2 separate regions of the Mus musculus genome follow, and region 2 is linked to region 1. A link is a contact called in public promoter capture Hi-C data. All regions are on one chromosome and are shown on one strand. Each heading gives the region's core, a stretch centred on a gene start, on an enhancer-like site or on the middle of the called end of the contact. The rest is flanking DNA. Distances are from core to core; before and after follow the strand shown. Region 1 holds the start of Irgm1 (immunity-related GTPase family M member 1). Region 2 holds the start of Flt4 (FMS-like tyrosine kinase 4).

Region 1 (4,739 bases), core at 970-3,469:
CTGCCCTCTCTTATAAGCACCACATAACTGAACTACACTGATAAAGGAGCTCTCCCCAGCTTCTCCAACTCTATAGAACTTGGTTTAGGGTTAAACTCATCAACAGACCAAGGTGCTTTATCAAATAACTACAAAGATGTCCAGAATTCAGTGAGAGGGAGGACATGGGAAAGGTTGCCGTCACATATCACATCTGCATAGGGGCTGCCAGCCTGTCCAGCCTTTGACTATAGAAGCCATTCAGGGTCCCCCTCCAGCAGTTCTCATGTCAGACTGGCCAAGCTACGGAATATCCAGGGCTGTACTTCCTGCTTCAGTGTCAAGGGGCCCTGAGCTGGGTGTATAGGCACCAGAGTGGGCTGGTGATAAAGTCTGAGACAAAGCTGGCTGGAAGCCAGGGGGATGAAGCTGGACAAACTTCAGGGGTTGAAAACATTCTGTAATGGGGTGCAGAGACGGGGTACACAGACAAGAAGCTGTGTGACATTCAGTAGTGTCTTGTCCTCAAGGCAATTCTCTCCCCTCCATCTCACCTATCATTAGCCAGGGTCTAGTTCTGTATTGGTTTTACTTAACTGAGTTCCACTCACCAGAGTAGAAGATGAGAGCAAACCATGCTTTCTCAGAACTATTTATGTAACTGTGACTGTAGATGGAGACTTCCCACCTGCCTGCACACCCGAGAGCACCCGGTGCTGGACCCTGGACCTGCCTGCACACCCGGGATGGTGCAGGTCACAGCTGCACGCAGGAGCCAGTAACTCTCAGGAGGGCTGCTGAAGTCCATACATTACAAGCAGACTGGGAAAGGGCATGGATAACTGTATGAAGCTGCAGGATCCTCCAGGAGCCACACAGGAATGTTGGTGTGGACAGCCTTGGGATACCGTGCCTCAGAACTCCAACCCAGTATTTACAAAGAGCCCTTAGAATTCTTTCTGGGATTCAAGTGACCCTCCACTTCCTTTTTTGAGGATCATGACCAGATTATACTCCTATTTCACCTCTCTGCACAGGGGCGAAGATCCCCAAAGAAGAATATAGATCCTTGTGGCTGTCAATCTGGGAAAGAGGATGAGACCCGTGAGGAAATGTCTTTCGAGTCTCGCAACCGACACAGAACGGAGAGCATGCTCGCACACACTTGCCCATAGCTGCATGAAAGGTAGCAGGGACCACACAATTCCCTCTGATATTTATTTATCTTTGGAAAGTGTGATAAACTTGCTCACGGTGAATGGGGACAGTACTGAACCCACATGCTCTGGGAAGATGGTATTTGAAAAGCTCCCATCTCATTAACTATAAACTTACAGACTAGTGAAGGAGGTGGTTCCTTAAACAGAGACACTTTCTCCAATGCAAATAAAACATTTTAATGGAGTCAGACAAAAAGGTCACTATGATACCTTATACTCAAAACCTACTCTGAGATTCCTATTCCATGGGTAGTCCAGATAAGAAACAAACCTCCCCCCCCCCCTATTTTTTTCATGTATCCTAGATATTGCCTGTGGTCCATTCTAATCCTGGGCGTTTATTTTGTGGAGCTATGAAGAGACGCTATCTTAAATTCCAAGAGAATATGGGTTGGCACGCTCTGCCCTCCTTCAAATTTAGCCAGCATTAGAAGAACCACAAGGCCAGAAATAAGGTGAGGTACGCATTTGCCTCCAGGCTGGTGGTTTAGATATATCTGAACAGCAAAGATACAGCAGGGCTGTGTGGTACTAGACAGTCAAAGTGAGGCTCTGCTGTGGACACTGCCTGAGCAAAAGAAACCAGACCCCAAGGTCACATGACCTGTTTTCACGGTTTTACCGTTCATATTATATTGGGGGATTCATATTAGATTGGGGGTGGCCAAGCTACATTTAAGAGACTTTTACTTACCTGATCCAGAGGAGTTATTATGTGTGATTCGATGTTAGTGGCCTTCCTGGAACGTCACCCCTTTCTTCCTAGGACAAAAACGTTGCTGTCCTCCGGCAGAAGTTCCCTATGTAGAGATCCAAAACTGGAATATAGACCCGGATGTTGAGAGATGAGATGCAGAGGTCTGGAGTCCTTCTGAGAGGAGACGAACCAAGAGGAGGTCTGATCGCGTGGATTTTCTTTCAGCTTCTGGTCTTCGAGCAGACCTTGCTTTTTGTCCTGCACTTTCTAGACCGGAGATATGCCTGCCTGGGCCCAGCGGGGGAGCGGGGGGGGGACGGACTCGAATTGAGAATCAGTTTCGGTTTCTATTTCTTGAAACAGGCTAGTTTTCAGGATTAGGCTGGGCGGGCTGCATAGTAGTCTTCAAAGAGGAGCAGAACCCTGCTGTGCTGACTCACCGTCAACAGGGGTCGGGATGAGGGATTGGAGGTGGTGGTGGAAGTGGAGGGTGGGGGCGTTGGGGTTGGAGTTGTGTCTGTTTAGGGACTTTAACAGCCAGCCCCGCGTCAGACCTTCCAGTGTCTGAACCTGCTACTTCTTTCCGTGGATACCACCTGTGGAGATGCTGGCCCTGGGCAATGCTAACCTCCAGACCCAGCAACCTCAGGCCACCCCGAGCTTGGAGGCTGCACTGAGACCTTGTTCTGTATGATCGTTTACCCCGTTTGCCGGCTCACTTGATTAATCACACCTCTCTATATAAAGGAGAATGTCAGAGCACCAGGGAGTCGAGAATCGGGTTCTTGTCCTCGTTAGTGTTTGAGAGGGAAGAGGGTATGAGCTGAGAGGGGACATACTTCATTTTCCTCAGATCTAGGAGGTAGATTATTAGAGAGTAAACGCAGGGGCTGGACGCTTTGACCATGGCATAGAAGCACTGACCCCTGTGTAACGTTTTCATGAAGAAAAACAGAATTTTTTTTTTTTAAAGCAACCGGCCACGGTCACAGTGACAGAGGGGGCAGCGAAGAGGAGCCAAGTAGCTTTCAGAGTGTCGGGCGGCTGTTATTCTCTCTGCTGCTCTTCTGTACCTACCGGTGAGTTCTTACTGCACAGCAAAGAGGGGCAGAGCTGAGCCTGTTCCATAGTCACTGCGAGAGGGAGACAGATTGGGCCAGGAGGAATGAGGCGGCTCCTCACACAGGCACTAACCAGTGTTCCAAACTCTACTTCTGCCCATTACAGGCTCAGTATTGCCCAGAGGTTTGGGCAATGTGATCCTCTGGTCACAAGGAGCCCTTTGTCACCCCTCCAAGTGACCAGTAATGTGATCCTCTACCGGCGCTGGTGGCTTTCTCTTTCTCCTTACCGGAAAAGACTGAGTTGCTGAGAAGAGGAACAAGTGTGAGCTGTTGTTTAATGAACTGGAGGCCTTGAGTGATAGCCAGGATCTGTCCTTGTTTGATTCCTCTAAGCCCTCAGCTTCTCCTCAAAGCCTGAGGAGAAAGCAGGCTAGTTTCAATGTCTGTCTTTGAGAGACTGGACAATCTGTATGTCCTGCTTTCTTTATGTGATTTCTATAAGAACAAACAGGAACAGGTCTGAGCACAGTACAGGAAGGCCAGGAAGAGAGTTTCTGGAACCTTCTGTCTCAGTGAGCCAGCATTTCAACTCAGCACTTTGTGTTTCCCCAGGGCCAGGGTCTCCCTTGAGCTCAGAGTTAGTTCTCTCAGGCTCTTGCTCCTGCGGAGGAACTGAGGCTGGGCACAGCAGGGTTTGTTATAACTGGGTGTCAGGTAAAGATTCCTCAGGGCAGGATGCTGTGTGTACACAGTCAATAATCAGAACACAGGCGGTCTGTCCTTAAAAATGTCACTGGCCGAGAATCTTTGGCTTCCCTAACCTACTCTCTGTGTAGACCAGGCTGGCCTTGAACTTACGGAGTTTACCTGCATCTGCTTCCTGAGTGCTGGAGCTAAAAGCATGAACTATCAAGACGAGCAAAGGCTGAGTTAATCAAGATCCTGTCTTAGTACCAGGTTCTTACTCTGGTTAATCATTCATTCACTGTAGAAAGGAAAGGAAGAGTCAACAGTTACAAAAGCACAGTATAGGCATTTCTCTGTTTACTTTTCTCTGACACCGAAGTGTGGGGACTTGCCTTTTCACCCTGTTGTTCAGCAGGGAGACCCTGGTACAGTTCATTAATCGCCACACCATGTTAGTTACTCCTTACAGAAAGATTCATGGAGATTCACTCTTGGGAACCAAGGTCTTGGACATAGCTGGTGACCTGTCAATCACGATCTCACACCTATCCTGCATAATAAGGCATATACATGTACATACAGACACTCATAAATCTACACACACACACACACACACACACACACACACACACACTTGAGGTCACCGAGCCTACAGAGTCTTGTACTCACTACTGTGCTAGGATAATGAAATCATCTGCTACTTTCTTTGTGACTGAAAAAAAGAGCCCCAGTATTTCTGTCAGGGGTAGTGTAGGTGTCTTAGCTTCAAGCGCAGCACTTGGCTTCTCATGGGCCTTGTTCCTATCTGTGACTCCAACTCACACAGGAAAGGCTTGTCGGCTGCAGCACAGAGGACTCTGACTGAAAGGGCTTTCCTGGTCTCCTGCTCCCACAGGGACAGAGATAGGGCTTCATACGGCTCCTCTCCTCCTCCTCCTCTCACAAAGCACCCACAGAGGCGACTTATCTCCTCCAGCTGTCACAGAGACACACCTCAGTTCTTCAGTATCTGGAATTGCACTTTGACTCGTACAAGGAAACCAAGTAGCTGACAGTTGGGGCTCGGCAAGGATTTTATCCTTTCTGCAGCTG
Region 2 (4,739 bases), core at 578-3,077, 740 kb after region 1:
GGAAATCGGCAGAGGGAGGGGTATCTCTGGTGACCAGCTGGAGGCCAGGGATGGGAGAGGATTCAGGGAGTCTATGGAGGTAACTCTAGCTGAAATCTCTACCAGAGGGGGCTATAGAGATTGAGGTGGCCACCTCCTATAGCCAGACAGGACTTCTAGAGGAGGGAGACAGACATCAATTCACCCACAAAACCTTCAATCCCAAATTTGTCCTGTCTACAAGATGTACAGAAATAAAAATGGAACAGAGACTGGGGGAGCAGCCAACCAATGACTACCCTAACTTGAGACCCATCCCATGTGAGAGAGCCAACCACTGACACTATTAATGATACTGTTACTCTTGCAAACAGGAACCTAACATAACTGTCTCCTGAGAGGCTTCATCAAGCATCGGCGGAGTCAGATGCAGACACCTACAACCAAACATCAGGTGTAGCCTGGGGAGTCTTATGGAAGAGTCTGAAGATAGAAATGAGCAAGTCAGAGGGGTCAAGGACGCCACAAGAAGACCCATAGAGTCAAGGAACATGGAAGCGCATAGAGCCTGGGCCACCAACTAGGGAGCATGTAGGAGCTCCCCCTACACATCTGTAGCAAATGTGCGGCTTGGTCTTCATGTGGGTCCCCTAACAAGTAGAACAGGGTCTGTCTCAAGTCTCTGTTTCCTGCCGTTGGATTCCCCTTCACCCTACCTGGACTGCCTGGTTGGGCCTCAGTGGAAGAGAATGTGCCTAGTCCTGCTGGAACTAGATGTTCCAGGGTGGGTGGTAGCCAAGATGGGGGGCGGGGTGGAATCCCCCTTCTCTGAGAAGAAGGGGAGAAGACAATGGGAGGAGGGATTTGGAAGATGGGACTGGGAAGAGGGGAGGGGGACTGTTATAGGGATGCAAAGTGAATTAAAGATAAATATAAATAAATAGATAAATAAATAAGTAAATAAATATTCTTAGCCTCAGTGGCAGTTAGGGAAAAGCCAATTAACAACACCATAATGTGATTTCAGTACAAGCTAAAATGAAAAACTAGTTAGCGCTGTCTACAGATGTTAAAGACACGCATACCTAGGAGTTTCATTCCTGTTCTGTGGTTGAGAGAGTTGGCGACTATTTAAAAGGTCATCATCAACAACAGTCTGGCCTTGACTTTTGGCAAGGATGAGTCCGGGCTGGTAGGTGGGGATCGTGGGAACAGTGGGAACGCAGTACATAAGAGCAGAAAAAGGTTGAAATCGTCATTGTCATTTGGGATATATTTTGAAATAGGAAAATTCTAGCAAAGGAACCACAAAGAAAAAGGAAGTCTGTGCGAGAGCGTTTGCCAAAACAGAAAGTGAAGTGTCACCTGATAAAAAAGACTTAGAATGAGCTCAGAGCAAAAGTATTTGGTGGGGAAGCTAAAGCGAAAGCCTGTCTTTCACACTATAGAGAGATCTGGCTTCTGCAGGGCGCTTGCTAAGATTTAATGTACAGCCGTTTTAACGTTATATTCGTTGCCGCTCTGCTTATGGATGGAAGGGAAATGCAGAAAACGATACTATGCGGTTTTGTTCATTCTCCGGCGCCACAACGCGCACGGGGGACAGTGCAGTCACCTGCACTCCTCGCCCACCCGCAGTGGCCCTGGAGTTTGTGCTTGTTGATGGCTGCTTTGGAACTGGGAGCCTTTAACGTACGCAAAGTGGGCGCTCTCCCTACCCAGGCTGGATTCTCCTGGGGCAAGCTGGAAGGGACAGAGAGGGGCGAGGGGCGGGCTGAGGCTACGGTGACCCTCCTCCCCCGGAGCTCCGCCCCGGGCCGCCTCGGCTCCGCCCCCGGGCCGCTGACCGGTCCGCGCCCCGCCGGCGCCTCGGCGCGCGCTCTCACTCCCAGCCTAGAGCTGCGGCCGCGCAGGTCCCACCCGCGCCCAGGGGCCGGAGATGCAGCCGGGCGCTGCGCTGAACCTGCGCCTGTGGCTCTGCCTCGGACTCCTCCAAGGTGAGCGCCCGGGCCACAGCCCAACCTCCGCTCCCGCTTAACCACCCGGAGCCCGCTGCGCACCAGGGGCCTGTGGTGAGACCGCACCGACGGGGCGGGCGGAGGGACGGGGCAGTTTGGGAACCTAGGTATGAGGACGCCCGCTGGAACCAGGGAAGTCATGGGAGCCGGGGGCTAGGGACCGGGACCGCGGGGAGCAGGAAAGAATGGGTGAGGACTGCAGCCGGGTCACGAACAGGGTGGCGGAGCTATGACCAGGTCCCAGTCTTAAGTCTACGGTCCGGTCCGTAGTGAAATGCATCCTTACCCTGGATCCTTCGGGTTCTTACTCAGTCCCCAGGAAGTCCAGGGCTCACTGCCTCTGGGTCCCGATCCTCCAGCGTGAATCATTTCCCCATTGATCCACACCCGACCCCGCACTTGGGTGCGCACTTCCCGACGCCTTGCGTCTGCACTGAAGATCGGTAACCCGAGGTCCCCCAGAGGGCGCTCCGGACGGGCGTCTACCTTCTCCTGGGCTAGGACTGAGGACTTGGGACACTCCACCCCGCACCCCACTGTAGGAACCTTGCAAATGATCCTAGATTCAAGTTGAAACCTAAGCCGAATCTTGAGTCCCTAGTTCCAGACCGATCCACGTCGAGGTGAAGGGCCAGGGCGTCCAGGGATTTGAGGGGATCTCTGGATTAGAAAGGATAGAAGATTTGAATCATAAAGCAGAGGCTGCAAGGAGAGCCTTGGGAACAGGGAACGGAAGGTTCAAGTTTGTGTTGAGAGCTTGGCTCTGCGGTGCTGAAGAGTCTCTGGAAGCAGAGGAGCTGTGTGGAGGGGCCAGGAAGGAAGCACTGGGGATTAGGCGGGGGATGAGCCCGGCATCCGCTCAGGAGCCGCTGTCCCTGGAAACCCAAGGTGACTGGGTCATCACAGAGCCCCTGATGCTTGACGGAGACGTGCAGAAAGACCTCGGAGAGAGAAACCTGTATGTCTGTATGCCGTAGAAATTGACTTTGAATGTTTCATCTTTTATTCCCACAAGAGTATGAACCCTTTTTTACATAAGTGGGGAACGTGTAACCTCCCAATTCCTCAGGAGCCGGCAGGAAGGGAACTAATTAATGCAAGTTTTGATATTGGAGCCTCGCTCTCAGCTCGCACCCTGTAGCACCCTGTACGGTCAGACAGCGAAGCTGAGCGAGATGTGATTGAATCTGTGTAGACACTGAAGGATGACTGGCCCTTTGGCTGTTTCTTGCTCCACTGCCCCAACCCTGGATAACGCTTCTCGCCAGTGTTCAGGATATGTTTGTTAAGGGAGTGAATGTGTGGAAGAAGTAAACAGGGCTCTAGCTGGGCAAGATGGATGAGGAATGAGACTTCCCTGGGCCCAGGAGACCTCCCACATTCAGCCAAGAAAGGTATCTGAGGCTCCGGGAGGTTGCATTGGCTGGAATGTAAGCTGTACAAATTCTTTCCCCTCCCCATTGCTAGAATCCTGGGGTAAGCGGTCTGAAAGGAAGACAGGTACATTGCAGAGATGCAAGGAGCAGCAGGCAGAGGTCCGTAGAAATGAAGGAAGGTGGGAGTGCTCCCTGAAGTAGGCACCCATGACCACATGGGCTGTGAAGAGGAGAGGAGATAGTTTGATAGGGTGGCCTAGCATGGGTGGGGAATGTAGGGAGCAGGGCTGCCAATGTAAATAGAGACCAAGCCTCCCTGAGCCCTGTGCCTGGTCCCACTCACTCCTGGTGAAAACCGATCCAGGAGCTCCCAGCCTGGTGGGGGATGCTATGGCAGGAACAAATCTCTAAGTGCAGAAGATGGGGTGAATAGCTCCGTGGTAGGGTATAGAAAGAAAAAAAAATCCCTAAGAGAAGGCAAACAGGAGTAGGAGACCTGTGTGAAGCCTGGGGACCCTAAATGAAGCCCTCAAGGGCAACAGACTCACACTTTAGTCTTAGCTGTGCCCCAAAGTCCTTAAGGTCCTGAGGTCTCCTTTCCCCACTGAGCACCAGTGTCCTGCGTGTGTTCAGGGGCAGGCAGGGCGGGAGGGGCTCCTTGGACTTGAGCTTGGCTTGGTGTCCTGATCTAGTTCTATAACCCAGCAGGATCCCTGTAGAAAAGGGCAGATGACAGCTTTAATAAACTCTGTCTCGGGACTTTAGTCTGGAGGGAAGCTAGCAGGTGACACAGAGGGACTGCTGGCTTCATCTAATGATGGTCTGCCTTGCCATGGTCTACATCAAACGTGGCTGCCTATCTCTCTGATATTCCTGCTCTTAGGTATAATCCAGGTCCAAGACAGTGGGATCTACCTGTTTCTGTGGCCTTCTAGTCCTAGCTCAGAGCTCTGGGGACTGAAATGTAAGTGTCTCTCAGAAGCAGTGTAGCAAAAGGGGCCCTGATCCCTCATCAAAGCCAGGCCTGGAACAGTGTGGTGAAAAGTCTGGCAAACTTCCCAGCATGTCAGAGAGACTGTGACTCTGTGCAGCTACAGCCACACACACACATCACCTGCTCAGGATGGCAGGAAGGACAGGGGCACGACCCCATCCTGCAGGGGTTTTCCAAGTGCCAGACTGAAGTGGCATTGGATTTCTAAAGCATGAGGATGAACGTGCTCAGAGACACCCAGCTACTGCCTGTGGGCTTCACAGGAAGCCAGTTGTCACCACCACGACCCTTTACTGCAGTTTCTCATGTTGTGGTGATCCACACACACACACCCCAACCATAAAATTATTTTAGTTGCTATTTCATAGCTGT

What was found. Promoter capture Hi-C pulls out the DNA fragments that hold promoters and counts their contacts.
Region 2: a promoter capture Hi-C map of embryonic stem cells shows a contact between it and region 1, with 3 times the contacts expected there. The contact joins the promoter of Flt4 here to the promoter of Irgm1 in region 1. A contact is called at or near these places in 3 of 39 promoter capture datasets (embryonic stem cells, hippocampal neurons and stem cell-derived epiblast-like cells) and 1 of 115 datasets of contacts at active chromatin or transcription factors (large pre-B cells).

The regions. Positions count from the first base shown.
Region 1 is chr11:48,869,201-48,873,939 of GRCm38.p6, forward strand. Irgm1 (immunity-related GTPase family M member 1) reads right to left here and starts at 2,220. Exons shown (of 3, transcript NM_008326.2): 1 at 1,894-2,220.
Region 2 is chr11:49,607,852-49,612,590 of GRCm38.p6, forward strand. It overlaps Flt4 (FMS-like tyrosine kinase 4), which reads left to right and starts at 1,828. Exons shown (of 30, transcript NM_008029.3): 1 at 1,828-1,976. The coding sequence starts at 1,919.